3 separate regions of the Mus musculus genome follow, and regions 1 and 2 are each linked to region 3. The links are chromatin contacts, called in public HiCAR-type maps. All regions are on one chromosome and are shown on one strand. The core of a region is the stretch at or near the end of the contact, and the rest is flanking DNA. Distances in the headings are between cores, read along the strand shown. Region 1 overlaps Man1a (mannosidase 1, alpha). Region 2 holds the start of Gcc2 (GRIP and coiled-coil domain containing 2). Region 3 holds the start of Tbc1d32 (TBC1 domain family, member 32).

Region 1 (3,827 bases), core at 1,214-3,713, 2.2 Mb before region 3:
TGAAAGAAGGGCATCAATATGATGGAATGTCTTCTCCAGTAACCTTTCATGCGTGTAACCTGCAAACATCTTTAAATAAGAACTTCAATGGCCCAAAGCTAAGAATCTCAGAATAAGCATCAAAGCAGCATCTTTTCATTACGTTTAAGTAACATCACTACAGTCTCGCTGAGTTTTGGCTCAGTGTTTTAAAAACTTCAAAAGTTAAACCCTAGCAAGTAAAACATTAATCTCTTTACTCTAGCCTCACAGATAGGATCAGACAAGGCTGTAAGCAAGATGTATTGCTTTCCTTGTCTTTCTAGTTTACAGTTCCCTGAAGAACTGTACAAGAGTAATATATACCCCAGAGCGAAGAGTAAGAGAAGAAGAAACGAATAAGAACCGAAGGCCGTGGAAGAGAACACTTTCACCCCAACATGCTGTAGTCTGAAATGCACACCTGATAGCAAAGCCTTTCTTAGAATTCTCCCACTGAAAACTTCTCTGTCAAGAGATCAAACACTAGTTCTCCATTAGGCTAAACAGAGTTTATCTATTATTCATTTTTACTATGTACAGCCATCAGTGAAAGGTGTCATCGTATCTATGATAAATATCTTGCAGAAAATAAGTGAACTGATACATCATTAAATCAAGTGATTAACTTGCACATAAAATGAGCCAAATTCAGTCACTACACCAACATGCACTACCAAGACACTCAAGTTTTGTTTTTGTTTTTGTTTTTTTAATTTAGGGTTACATTTTGAAAGGTTTAAATATTACAATCAAGGTACATAGGAGAGCTAATTCAGCCGAACTTAAATCTCAGTGTCATCAGACGTCATTGACTCCCCCCACTCCCATAAAGGCAAAGACCTTCTATTCAGCTTACATGCTGGTTTGCTCACACCAATATCAGCATGAAGCAGCTCCTGACATCTCTGACTGATACCATTTTTTGGCTTTTAGATCTGTATGTATGGTGTGCATGTGCATATGCATGTTCACATGTGTGTCTGTGCACATGTGGGTGGGTGTGGGTGTGCATATGCATGTGGTGTCTCTATTTTTATTGTTCTTTTTTAAAAAGGGGTGTGTGTGTGTATTTGTGTGTGTGCAGGTACCTGAGCATGTGTATCAGGCCATGTATGAGTGTGGAGATCAGATCACAGCTTGTGGCAGTGAGTTCTTCTCTTCGACCTTGCAGGTTTCAGAGATCAAACTCAGAAATTCCAGCTTGATGGCACAGGCCCTTACCTGGTAATGTAGCCAATGCTGTGCCTCAATTTATTCATGTGGCGAGGTCTTAACAATTCAGATAGTATAGCTTGTCATCTTGTCTGGGAATCCCCTATATTTCCTCATGGGATATGAAATAACAAGGAGGCCACCACACCTGCCTAGGTTTTATGTGGATGCTGGAGCACTGAACGCCAGGCTACACTTGCATGGTATACTTTCCCTGCAAATGGCTTATCTACTGAGTCACCTCCCAGGCCCTCATGTAACTATTTTGACCCAGAGGGACAATACCACATGTGTCCTACCATATGTTTCTCATTCTGTGTCTTTCTTTTAGTTGATCAAAACCTAAAGCTGGAAGATTTTTTTTTTAAACTAAAGGCTTAAGTGTATTTATTGAACTATACTATGATTCCATTTAAAAGTCATAACTGCCTTTGTCAACTTTTCTGTTATGCTTCCCTGTCGTTTTCCTATGCAACAATTCAACTTTTAGCCCTAGAATAATTCGGTAAAGAGAGTGTTGTTTATTATCATGGGAAATTAAAGAATTAATATACTTCAACTTTTCATACAAATGGTGTGTATGCTATTCTACCCATTAGCATGGGTCACAGCCAAAGAGAATCCATTAGAATCCCCTACACTTCCTGTTTGTTATGTTTGAAAGTACAAAGTTTTTAAGTGAAATAAGAAACCTCAGGTTTTAATTTAAAAATACAAATACAGATGTGTTAGTGAATAGGCACTTTAGGTTTGCCCACGTTCAGCTTTCTTTAGTACTAGGGATCAAGTTCACGGCATTGTGCATGCTAGGCAAATACTCTACCAGCGAGTTACTTCCTTAACCTGATCTAGAAAAAGAAATTTTCATAAAATATTTAATAGCTAGTGAAATTTTTAAAAAAGAAGTTGCTTTTATACTTTGCTGTAGTCAAAATGAATAAATGTTGATAAATGAACAAAATTGCATTTGATATTGATTTTTTTCTTCCTGAGAGAGGATGGTTTCATTGCCTAGCACTTAAATAGGGAGAATTTAGAGTCAGGGGGCAAGGTGAAAAAGAGGTGAATTATCAGTGAGGATTCTCGATTCTGTTCAAGGGTGGGCAAGCTTCCACTGAACCACATGGGTGCCCCCCCCCCTGTTGCCTCCTGGAACGAGTCCTGTGGGTGCTCTGAGTGCCTTGTGTCAAGGTTGCCTGGTAACAGACATGCTGAACTGGGAATCAGACACTCTGGGCTGTAGTTCAGAATTAGCTAGTCCCCATTCAATCATCGTGAAGAGGGCCAGCTTGCTGCTTTTCTCTTGTTTGTTGTAAAATGAGGACAGTGGAGAAGAACTTGTGAGGTTTGTTGTTGTTGTTGTTGGTTTGTTGTTGTTGTTGTTGCTGCTGCTGCTGCATAGAACATGGCTTTGAGCTACAGTAAGCACACACCCTTGACTACTGATGTATTGAGGACTATTAAGAGAGATAGTATAAAAAGAAAACAAGATCCTTCATTCTATTAAATTCACAAGCAGGGAGGTAAGCCTGATGATGACTTAAACAAAATCCTGTAAGCATCACACACACACAAACACAGCATAAGACATAATGCAAGCCCAAATAGAGGACAAGAATAATGGAAATGGTGCAGAGTTTACTGTGAAAACGAAAGAGGTCTTTGGATGTATATGTGTGTGTGCGCGTGTGTGTGTATACATATATATATTTATATATTCAATATATTCATATATATTCAATATATGTATTCAATATATATATATTGAATATATTGAATATATTATATATATATATATATATATATATATATATATATATATATATATATATAATCATGGAGACGTGGAATTTAGTGCATGGGCAGCTGCACCATCCACCATGGGTTGGATAAGTACTTGCTTGCACACATTTTTGGGTTTATGTGGAGGACATGCGATAGGGCAGCAGTGGAGGGGAAGCACACACAGTTCATTATAGTATGGAACATACAGAGAATATGAGTCAGAAAGGAATAGATTAAGTAAAACAAGTCAAGGTCCTTTAATCAAGATAGAGAAGTCAATGGGTGGTTAAAGGAAGATGTTAGGTGTGTTGGAAGTTCCCTTTCTACCGCAGGGCCTCCTAATTATAGCGAGTAGATGTCTGGTTCATTGATGTTGAGAGCGGTCAATGAGAAAGGAAGCTGCTGTCCTAACTAGCTATGGGCCTTACCTGAGTCAAACACACAGATGGAAATACCAAGAAAACTCTTGGCTTTCTGATAGAAGTGAAATCCTGAGAAATAAATGAGCTCATTTATTTAGTGTATGTGTGTTTGTGTGTGTGATATGTGTTTATTGGTATGCACGGTGGGCTCACTGCTTCCTCCTTTATGTGGGTTGTGAAGATTAAACTCAGGTTTTCAGAATGTGTGGCAAGAGCCTTTACCCTCTGATTCACCTCACTGGCCCCAATTAGGGTCCTTTATAAAGAAGCATTTACTTAAAAGTAGACCTAGAGGGAAGCCATATGATGAATGTAAATGTCCTTCAAATTCATATTCAATATAGAACCTGCAAATGCATAGAAAAGGCAAAAGGACTATGGAGGTTT
Region 2 (4,270 bases), core at 483-2,982, 2.0 Mb after region 3:
TCAGGGTACTGAAGCTGTTCTTATTTCAAGGGGTAAACAATTGTACTCTCTTTTGGGAATAGTTTACTCTTCAGCTCTTTTCAAGAACCTAATGCTTTTTACCTTGGGCTATTTTGCTGTTCTCCTTTCTCTGAATACAAAGTTAGGAGACCAGCATGATACAAATCATGATGTTTCAGTCAGAGGGCAATTTAAGATTTAAAAAAAAAATGTATCTACAGGAAAATCCCACCTCTAGACCCAGCTTCTCACTGAATTTAAATAGTGCAAGAAACCTGACGAACAGAAGGAATTTGGTCCACCACTGTAAAACTGAAAAAAATAACTGTTCCTGAAGGATCAGAGAAATAAGAGAGAAGGCACACAGCCGCTTGCTGGGCTGTGTATTGGGACTGAGGACTGACAGGGGGTAATGATTTTCTCCCCTCACGGTATTACCAGGGAATTTGATGTCTTTATATTTTGTAAAGGTCATGCCATATGACTTCCAGAAGCCATGATCAAAACCAACAAAAACACCTGGCTTTTCCCATACGGAACTTGGAAAACGCTCTGGCTCTACTTGGGGGTGAGGGCCCAACTGCTTGAAGGCCTATACCTGCAATTAGTGTATGTCTACACCTGGAAGTAGACAACCTGAAAAACCTGCTGAAAAACACCCTCTCACCTATGAAAATACAACATGTTAATTAATATTCGCCACCAGCGGCCACTTGCTCTGTCCTCTAGTTTATGTTTAGGCCAGGCTTAACTATAGAAAAATATCAGGCATTATTTTAGGGTCTAGGTCAGTCTAAACGTGTTCTATTAGACAATAACAACGAAAATCTATATTGTAGTATCTTCCTTCTCTAGAGTCCTCTGGGGTTTGGATTGGTTTTATCTTCCTTATCTTGCCTTCATCCCCTTGTGAGCAACTACAAGGAAAAAGAAGGCCTGCAGGACTCTTGACAGAACCTGGAATCTCTTTACCCTGTCTTCTCTCATTCGTAACCACAAGGGAGGGCCCTCATCAGACTAGTCACGTGTACCTTCCCACACTGTGACCTCGATGGGTTCTTTGAAGTGAATGCTGGAATTCAGTCTGAGTTATCCTTTTTTATGCAACCAGGGTTACCAGTCTGTGGAATGCTGCCACCCACAGTTACTGGGGGTCTCCATAGCTCAAGTAATCTAATCTAGATAAATTTCACATACATGTCTAGAGGCTCTCTCCTAGATGATTCTAGATCCTTTCAAGTTGACAATATAAACAACACGAGAAGCACCTCAGCCGGCAAATTAATATTTAGCAATACAGAGACAGCATGCCAGCATTTTGAAACTCCTGAGAAAGTAACGGATTCAGTAATTTATTCCTTATTACTACTCACAGAGGAACCTATTTTGAACATGACAGAATTAAAGTCACCTATAAAACTATTTGTTTCACATATGCCTGCTAGTCGGGATAGTTATATTTGTAAAGCACATCTTTAAAAATTAGAAAACGAAGTGATCAAAGGAACGTGTGCTCAAACCTGTCACCTGGCACAGGGTAGTAGTGCAGGGCGACTCAGCGCGTTCCGGCACCGGCCAGGGGACCTGCGCAAAGACGACTTCCTCCCGGACACCAAGGAGGAAGCGGAAGTGCCAGCTCTGCGTAGCCTTGGAGACGCGGGGAGGCGTAGTCGCCTCGTAACGAGACCTTTGACCCGCGCTCGGCAGCCTCGGAGGCGGAGCAGCCGAGACTCCTGAAGAGGCGGTGGAGGCAGCCGCGGGTCGCAGCCGCGATGGAGGTAACGGTGGGCGTCGCGCCGCCCCGCTGGCCCGCTGTGCCGCTCGAGGGGTGGGAGGGCATGGGAGCACCCTGTCCCCGCCCTCGCGCCCAGACCCCCGCCGCGGCGCTTGGCATTGAACCTGGTGCTGGCTCCGGCCGTGGCGACGGCCCAGCTCCGGTCCCTACCGCCTAAAGGGGTCCTCCTCTGCACAGATTTGTTTGGCCGCGCCTTGTACCTGGAATTGGGATGAGCTCTTTTTATGGTTTGTTTTACAGGATTCTGCTCCAGATGCCGTAGCTGCAGCACCCTCCGGGACCCCGAAATCCAAGGTGAGGAGAGCACTCAGCCGCCTGGTTCCCTGTAGCGCATAAGGTTAATGAATCGGAAAACTTTGGCATGGGGAGAATTATTTAAAAAAAAAAAAAAAAAAAAAAAAGAACTAACCTTTCCTCAGGGAGTTTCATTTTAATTTACTTACAGATTTCCTGTTCTTTTTTAAATTTCCTGATGTGCGAGCAGTTTGTTTACTTCCTGCTCCTTGTTAGCACGATGCTGTATTTCAAACATTTAGCTAGTCTGTTTAATGAAAGTTTACACAGTGACACGAAGCCGAGGGGATTAGATAAGAGGCAGGAAGAAGCAAGGAACTATATCCTGTTGGCTCCAGCTCCAGAGTTGAGGGTGGAATAAGGTTGTTCTTACAGCACTGTGCAATGTTTTATGCTAAGTGATTCAGAAAGGTAGGGGCACAATTTATTACCAAAATGTAGTGTTTGAAGACTGATTTCTAGGCATTTGCTGAAGTAACAGATTCTTTCAGGTAAGCTTCCTGAAATACGTATCTTCCCTATTCTCATTCTGCAGATGAGGAAACGTTGTGCACAAAGATTAAGTAATTTTCAGTTAGTAAACCCTAATATTTTAGTTGAAGTCTAAATGTGACCCGATTCACCTGTGAATGTAGTTATGTTGTTAGCTTCCAACAGAATGAGTTCTACAGCTCGAGAAATCTTGAGTTCCAAGCCCTTCTTGTACAGCTAGAGAACTCAGTGTTCTCTGTAAGAGTTTTGTGCTGGGGTTTTGGTTTGATTTTCCATTCACCTAATTACTTTTAGTTATTGAAGTTACGTTTCTCAATTTAAAAAATGTGACTGGCTCAACTGTTTAGAGTGTCTCTCTTTGGTTTTCGGCAGACACTGTGTTTCTTTTGGTGGCCGTACTAAAAGCATGGGTTTTAAAACTCAATAATACGACTCCATCTTTCAGCTAGAAACGTTGCCCAGAGAAGATCTCATCAAGTTTGCCAAGAAGCAAATGATGCTCCTGCAGAAAGCCAAAGCAAGGTGTACAGGTACTGGGTTTAAATCAGAGCTTTTCAGTAGACCACCATGCCTAGCCCTGCAGTTGCCTTTGAATAAGTAAAGGAACAAATGAATTTTTAATTCAGTGTGTGTGTGCGCGCGTGTTTTGCCTATATGTATGTCTTTGTTAGAGTTTTGGATTCCCTGGAACTGTAGTTACAGTTGTGAGCCACCATGTGGGTTCTGGAAATTGAAGCCAGGTCCTCTGGAAGAGCAGCCAGTGTTCTTAACCACTGAGCCACCTCTCCACCCCAAGAGGAATATCTTTTTTTTTGAGGGGGGTGGGGGTGGGGGTTCGAGACAGGGTTTCTCTGTGTATCCCTGGCTGTCCTGGAACTCACTCTGTAAACCAGGCTGGCCTCGAACTCAGAAATCCGCCTGCCTCTGCCTCCCAAGTGCTGGAATTTAAAGGCGTGCACCACCACCATCCGGCTGGAATATCTTTTTAATAGTAAAATGAAACCCTTTTTTACTTCGTATGAGTTGTAAATTTTTCTAAATTAAATATGTCTTTTAGAGAAATCAGCTGAAATGTAAAAGGCACAAGGTGTAATCCTCCAGACATTCTGGGAAGTTGGAAGTATAGGCACATGCTGGAGTTGGTCGATGCCCCATTTAAGAACTCTTGAATTCTCATTAACTTAAAATTTTAAACGCCAAGGGTTTGTTCTTCTTGTTGTTTTCCTAACCAGAACAGATAGAGTTTATTTTTAGAAATTGAAACAGTTTGTACTCAAGTAATTTATTTGGGGAGATGACCTAAGCTTTGGAACTAGACCTGTATTGATGAAATAGATTAATACACGTGTTTGATAGAAATTTAGTTATTGCTTTGAGATTATACAGCAAATATTTACAACAAAAATAATAGAATGTATGGGACATGCTTCCAAGTTTTCAGGGTAGTTTGTCATAGGGGTGCACACACCTGGTTTCTGATTTTCTAGCGGCTAAGACAGAAGCATCCGTTGAGCCCAGGATTTCAACACCAGCTTGGGCAACATAGCAAGCCCTCTACGTCTATGTGGACGGATAAGGAAAGACAGGAAAGGAAGAAGACGTGAGTACAGCTTCAGATGAAGCGCAGGTACTCATGTGCACTAAAGCAGGGGAGTGGGAAGGTAGGCCGCTCTTCCAAAGGAAGTTGTT
Region 3 (3,829 bases), core at 848-3,347:
TGCTAAGGCGCTGTTCAGCCAAACTCCCAATAGTTGTGTGTTTTGTGAACTCCTCAGTAATGTGTCTTTTTTTTTCATTCTCTTGCTTCTGAGATTTAAATCAGTGGATTAAAGAAGACTGTCATATTGCTGAATGAAATACAAAGGAAAAATGACAGAACATACTATTTTTACAACTAATATGGCACACTTCCTATGTTGGAAGTAAATGATAAGGATGCACAGAAAAGGAGTCCATCTGCATAAACCGTGAGATATGACCTGGTGATAAACATCTAGCAGCCTAACAATGGGGTTACTTACATATGGGGATGCCATGGACATTGGTGACAGTCTTGCCAAAGAGACACTAATGTTTTTAATATTTTCATTTGTTTCAAGAAGAATCTACTGATTTGTACCAGGGTCTTAGTAAAGAATGGACATAATCTTTAACTTCAAAATGCTTCTGGGAGTTTGAGGCCAGCCTTGTCTACATAGTAAGTTTCAGGCCAATCAAAGCTACATAGTGAGATTCTGTCATTAAAAACAAACAAATGGATATGTAATAAATCCACTTTTGTTTGAGAAGGTGCCAAATTGTCTATATTGTGCTTTTAAAATAATGAACCTATAACCAAAAGAAAACAAAACAACAACAAAACTGACACAAATATGTCTAAATAAAAGAGTATCATCCGATCATTCTTATCAGCATCAATTTTATATGGGAATAAGCAAAAACAACGGAAACCATAAGCATAATCATAAATTTAAAAAATCAAGCTGGGCCATGGTGATACATGCTCCCACCACTTGGGATACTTAAGTTCAATAGTCATTTCCAGGTTATCCTGGGCTTGCCGGGCAACATAGCATGCAGGTCTCAAAAATCCTGACTTATTAAATTAGAAACCCTACAGTGACTCTTTGCACATCTTTTTAAATTCCCTTGAGAATCTGAGCAAATTATAAAGAACACCACCATAAAACGGCAAGTAAAACATAACCTTTTACAGAGAACATTAAAGGACTGAAGGGTCCCTTAATGCCCATTTCTAGAAACTGAACTTCGAGATATCCAAAAGTCAATAAAAAGCAACAGAAACTGCCTCCTATCAGGCATGAGGCTTGGGTTCCATTCCCAGCACCTGAATGACCAAGTCAAAAGCAACATCACAGGAAAAGTATCTGTGAGAGACAAACACTGGATTGTAAAAGGCTACAACTAATCGTGCGTGCGCCTGGAGGAAGACCTTGAAGCTGAGAGGCCTAATTCACTACATGAACAAACTCCAAAGAAACGCGTTGAGCCCTAAGGATCTTTAAGTTTAAGGAGCAGTTTGATTATAAAAAGGTCCTTCAGTTTGCACCGAACACTTCCTCTCTCCATGCTCCTCAAAGCTGGACAACCTGCTCCCTTTCAGTAGGTCTAGGACATTTGTATAGGCGCCCTACCCCTACACAGGCACCCAGACCTGCCTCAGTGTGGGAGGCCCTTCCAGTGTTGAGTGGCTTCTTACAACAGGCAGTGAAAGTAACAGACCAACAAAACCACAAATAAGGACCTGGGGGCGGGGAGGGGTAGGAGGTGGGGGTCACTACTTTTAGATAATGTGAAAGGAATTCCCTTAAATGTTAAGATTGTTCTTTAAAGAACAGAATAATTTACAATTGATGTTCTTAAGCTGCTGTGACAGAAGAGAACACAGAGGCAGATGAGGCTCTACAAAAATCACTTTGGAAAAAGAGGATAAATTCAGCACAGGGACAATTGAGAGAAAAAAAACTGAAGCAACAATCAGCTATTTTAGCAAAAAAATACCAAATAAATCTCTATCCAAATCATTTTCAGCTTTCCTGGACCAATGGTTTGTTTGCTTAAAAACTTATAAACTCGATTTTACTTGTGAAAATTTTCGTCAGTCTCCTCCAGCCGCAAGAGGATCTCCTCTGCGCACTCCAAGGAGGGAGCTCCGGTGATTTTCTCCTTCACGCTCTGGAACAGCTGCCGGAGCATCGCCTGCAGCATCACCTCATCCTCGCTGGAGAAATGGGCCATGCCTTGCAGCAGTCAAATCTCCGCAACCACCGCGGGGTCGCCACCAACAAAGCGCACTGCGCACGCGCGACCCAGCCCAATCGCCGCCGACGCTCAGCGTCGTTCCCTAGGAAACCACAGCGCGAGTCCAAGGGCGGGGCCGCGGTTGAGTGGCGATGTGCTGGAAGACTGGGCTGTAGGTTTAGAGACCACCGAGAACTTGCTGAGGCTAACGTTGGATGATTGACGTTCCTTGGTACCGGCAGAGCTCAAGCCTCCCCCGACCGGAACAACAAACACCTCAGGATCTGCTGGGAGGGCCTAACGGGAAACGCCTCGGCTGCGCCTGACGTCAGCTCGCTGACGCGCCCAGGGGAGGGGTTAATCCCGGAGGAGAGTGGAACTGATCCTGACCTTGATCTGCAGGAAGTAGGAAGGGGACGAAAGAGAAGAGGCCTTTAGTAAAAGCAGGGCAAAGGAAGCCAAACTGAAATATCAACTGGGGATTGGGTGGTATTGAAATGTGGAAAAACCAGGTTCATACAGCAACCGTAACAACTGTTGCCTGCCAATGAGGATAGCACGCTGTAACAGAAAAGAAACTTAACAATTCATTACAGGGTAGTTATGTATTTTACTAAGGAAATGCCACATGACAGACTGGAAGTAGCCCTTGAACACTCATCCCTAGCAAAAAGAGCTATGGATAACTGCCTTCTGGGATCTAAAGAGTCATTGGTCTCTAAGGATGTGGCCATGCTCCAGAGGATGGCCCAACATCCAAAAGGATATAGGCAGCAAAAGTCAGTTCTGTGTTTTGTTTAGGGAGTTTGGATTGGTAGTTAAGAGCACTGGCTGCTTTTTCTGAGGACCCAGGTTCAATTTCCAGCACCAACATGGTGACTCACAACCTTCTGTAAGTCCAGTTCCATGAGATCTGATGCCCTCTTCTGACCTCTGTGGCACTACTCATCTGTGGTTCACAGACATACGGGCATGCAAACACTATACACATAAAATAATTTTTAAGATCAACGTTTTAAAAAGAAGGGAGTGTGGAAGTGGAAGAGTACATGTGAGTATGATCTAATACATTGTACAAATATGAAATTCAAAAACAAATCCAAAAATGCATTTCTTTAAAAGAAAAAAAAGGTGGTGTTACTTGTGGAAACATAAGATTTTTTTTTATAAATCAGTAAGAAGTTTAAAAAGAAACAACATATATAGTATGGGAGCTTACAAATGCACAATATTCAGATGCCAATAGTTACTGATGCCAAACAACTGATGAATGGTTTGACGTCAATAAACTTCCCAAATCCAGCTGTATATTCTATCCTCATCAGATATACTTCTCAGTTTAGCCAGATTCAGTAATTTTCTAGGAAAACAAATATTTCTCTCCAGAAATTGCACCATATATTTATTCAGAATATAAGGTCATTGTTTGCTTTTCAGTATAAAATTAAAATTTGTATTTTTAATTAATATTTGACAATTTCATACATGTGTATACTGAGTTGCATCTCCCTTTTCTTATCTATACCCTTTGTCATACTTTGGTAAGGAGAAACCCTTCTGCCAGCAAACTTCCTCCTGTTTTGGTGTCTTTTAATTTCCTATTGATCCACACAGTTGCTTGCATTAGGATCTTTGGAGAGGAATTGTTTGCTGAAATATAGGTAATGTATTAATGGCTTCACCATTGAAGCCATTACACCACCCCCTTCAGCATCCATTTACAACTCATAAACCCTCAGTAAAGGATAGGTCCTAATGAACTGCCCCATGCAGGACAAAATCAGA

Evidence for each region. HiCAR-type assays count read pairs that join an accessible place to other places.
Region 1: a contact with region 3 is called in a HiCAR-type map of astrocytes, with 5 times the contacts expected there. The contact joins the enhancer-like site here to the promoter of Tbc1d32 in region 3. A contact is called at or near these places in 3 of 39 promoter capture datasets (embryonic stem cells, hippocampal neurons and liver) and 2 of 115 datasets of contacts at active chromatin or transcription factors (astrocytes and large pre-B cells).
Region 2: a contact with region 3 is called in a HiCAR-type map of astrocytes, with 4 times the contacts expected there. The contact joins the promoter of Gcc2 here to the promoter of Tbc1d32 in region 3. A contact is called at or near these places in 2 of 39 promoter capture datasets (hippocampal neurons and liver) and 1 of 115 datasets of contacts at active chromatin or transcription factors (astrocytes).

The regions. Positions count from the first base shown.
Region 1 is chr10:53,981,833-53,985,659 of GRCm38.p6, forward strand. The region is part of intron 5 of Man1a (mannosidase 1, alpha); the gene reads right to left. Among named protein-coding and RNA genes, the nearest start is that of Man1a, 92 kb to the right of the region's middle. Within about 2 kb of position 2,464, at least 20 of the 459 cell types and tissues checked have an H3K27ac peak or open chromatin away from gene starts, as enhancers often do. A contact at or near this core is called in astrocytes, where this site is marked.
Region 2 is chr10:58,253,794-58,258,063 of GRCm38.p6, forward strand. It overlaps Gcc2 (GRIP and coiled-coil domain containing 2), which reads left to right and starts at 1,733. Exons shown (of 23, transcript NM_027375.2): 1 at 1,733-1,778; 2 at 2,036-2,089; 3 at 3,027-3,111. The coding sequence starts at 1,773.
Region 3 is chr10:56,226,592-56,230,420 of GRCm38.p6, forward strand. Tbc1d32 (TBC1 domain family, member 32) reads right to left here and starts at 2,098. Exons shown (of 33, transcript NM_001033385.3): 1 at 1,887-2,098. The coding sequence starts at 2,041.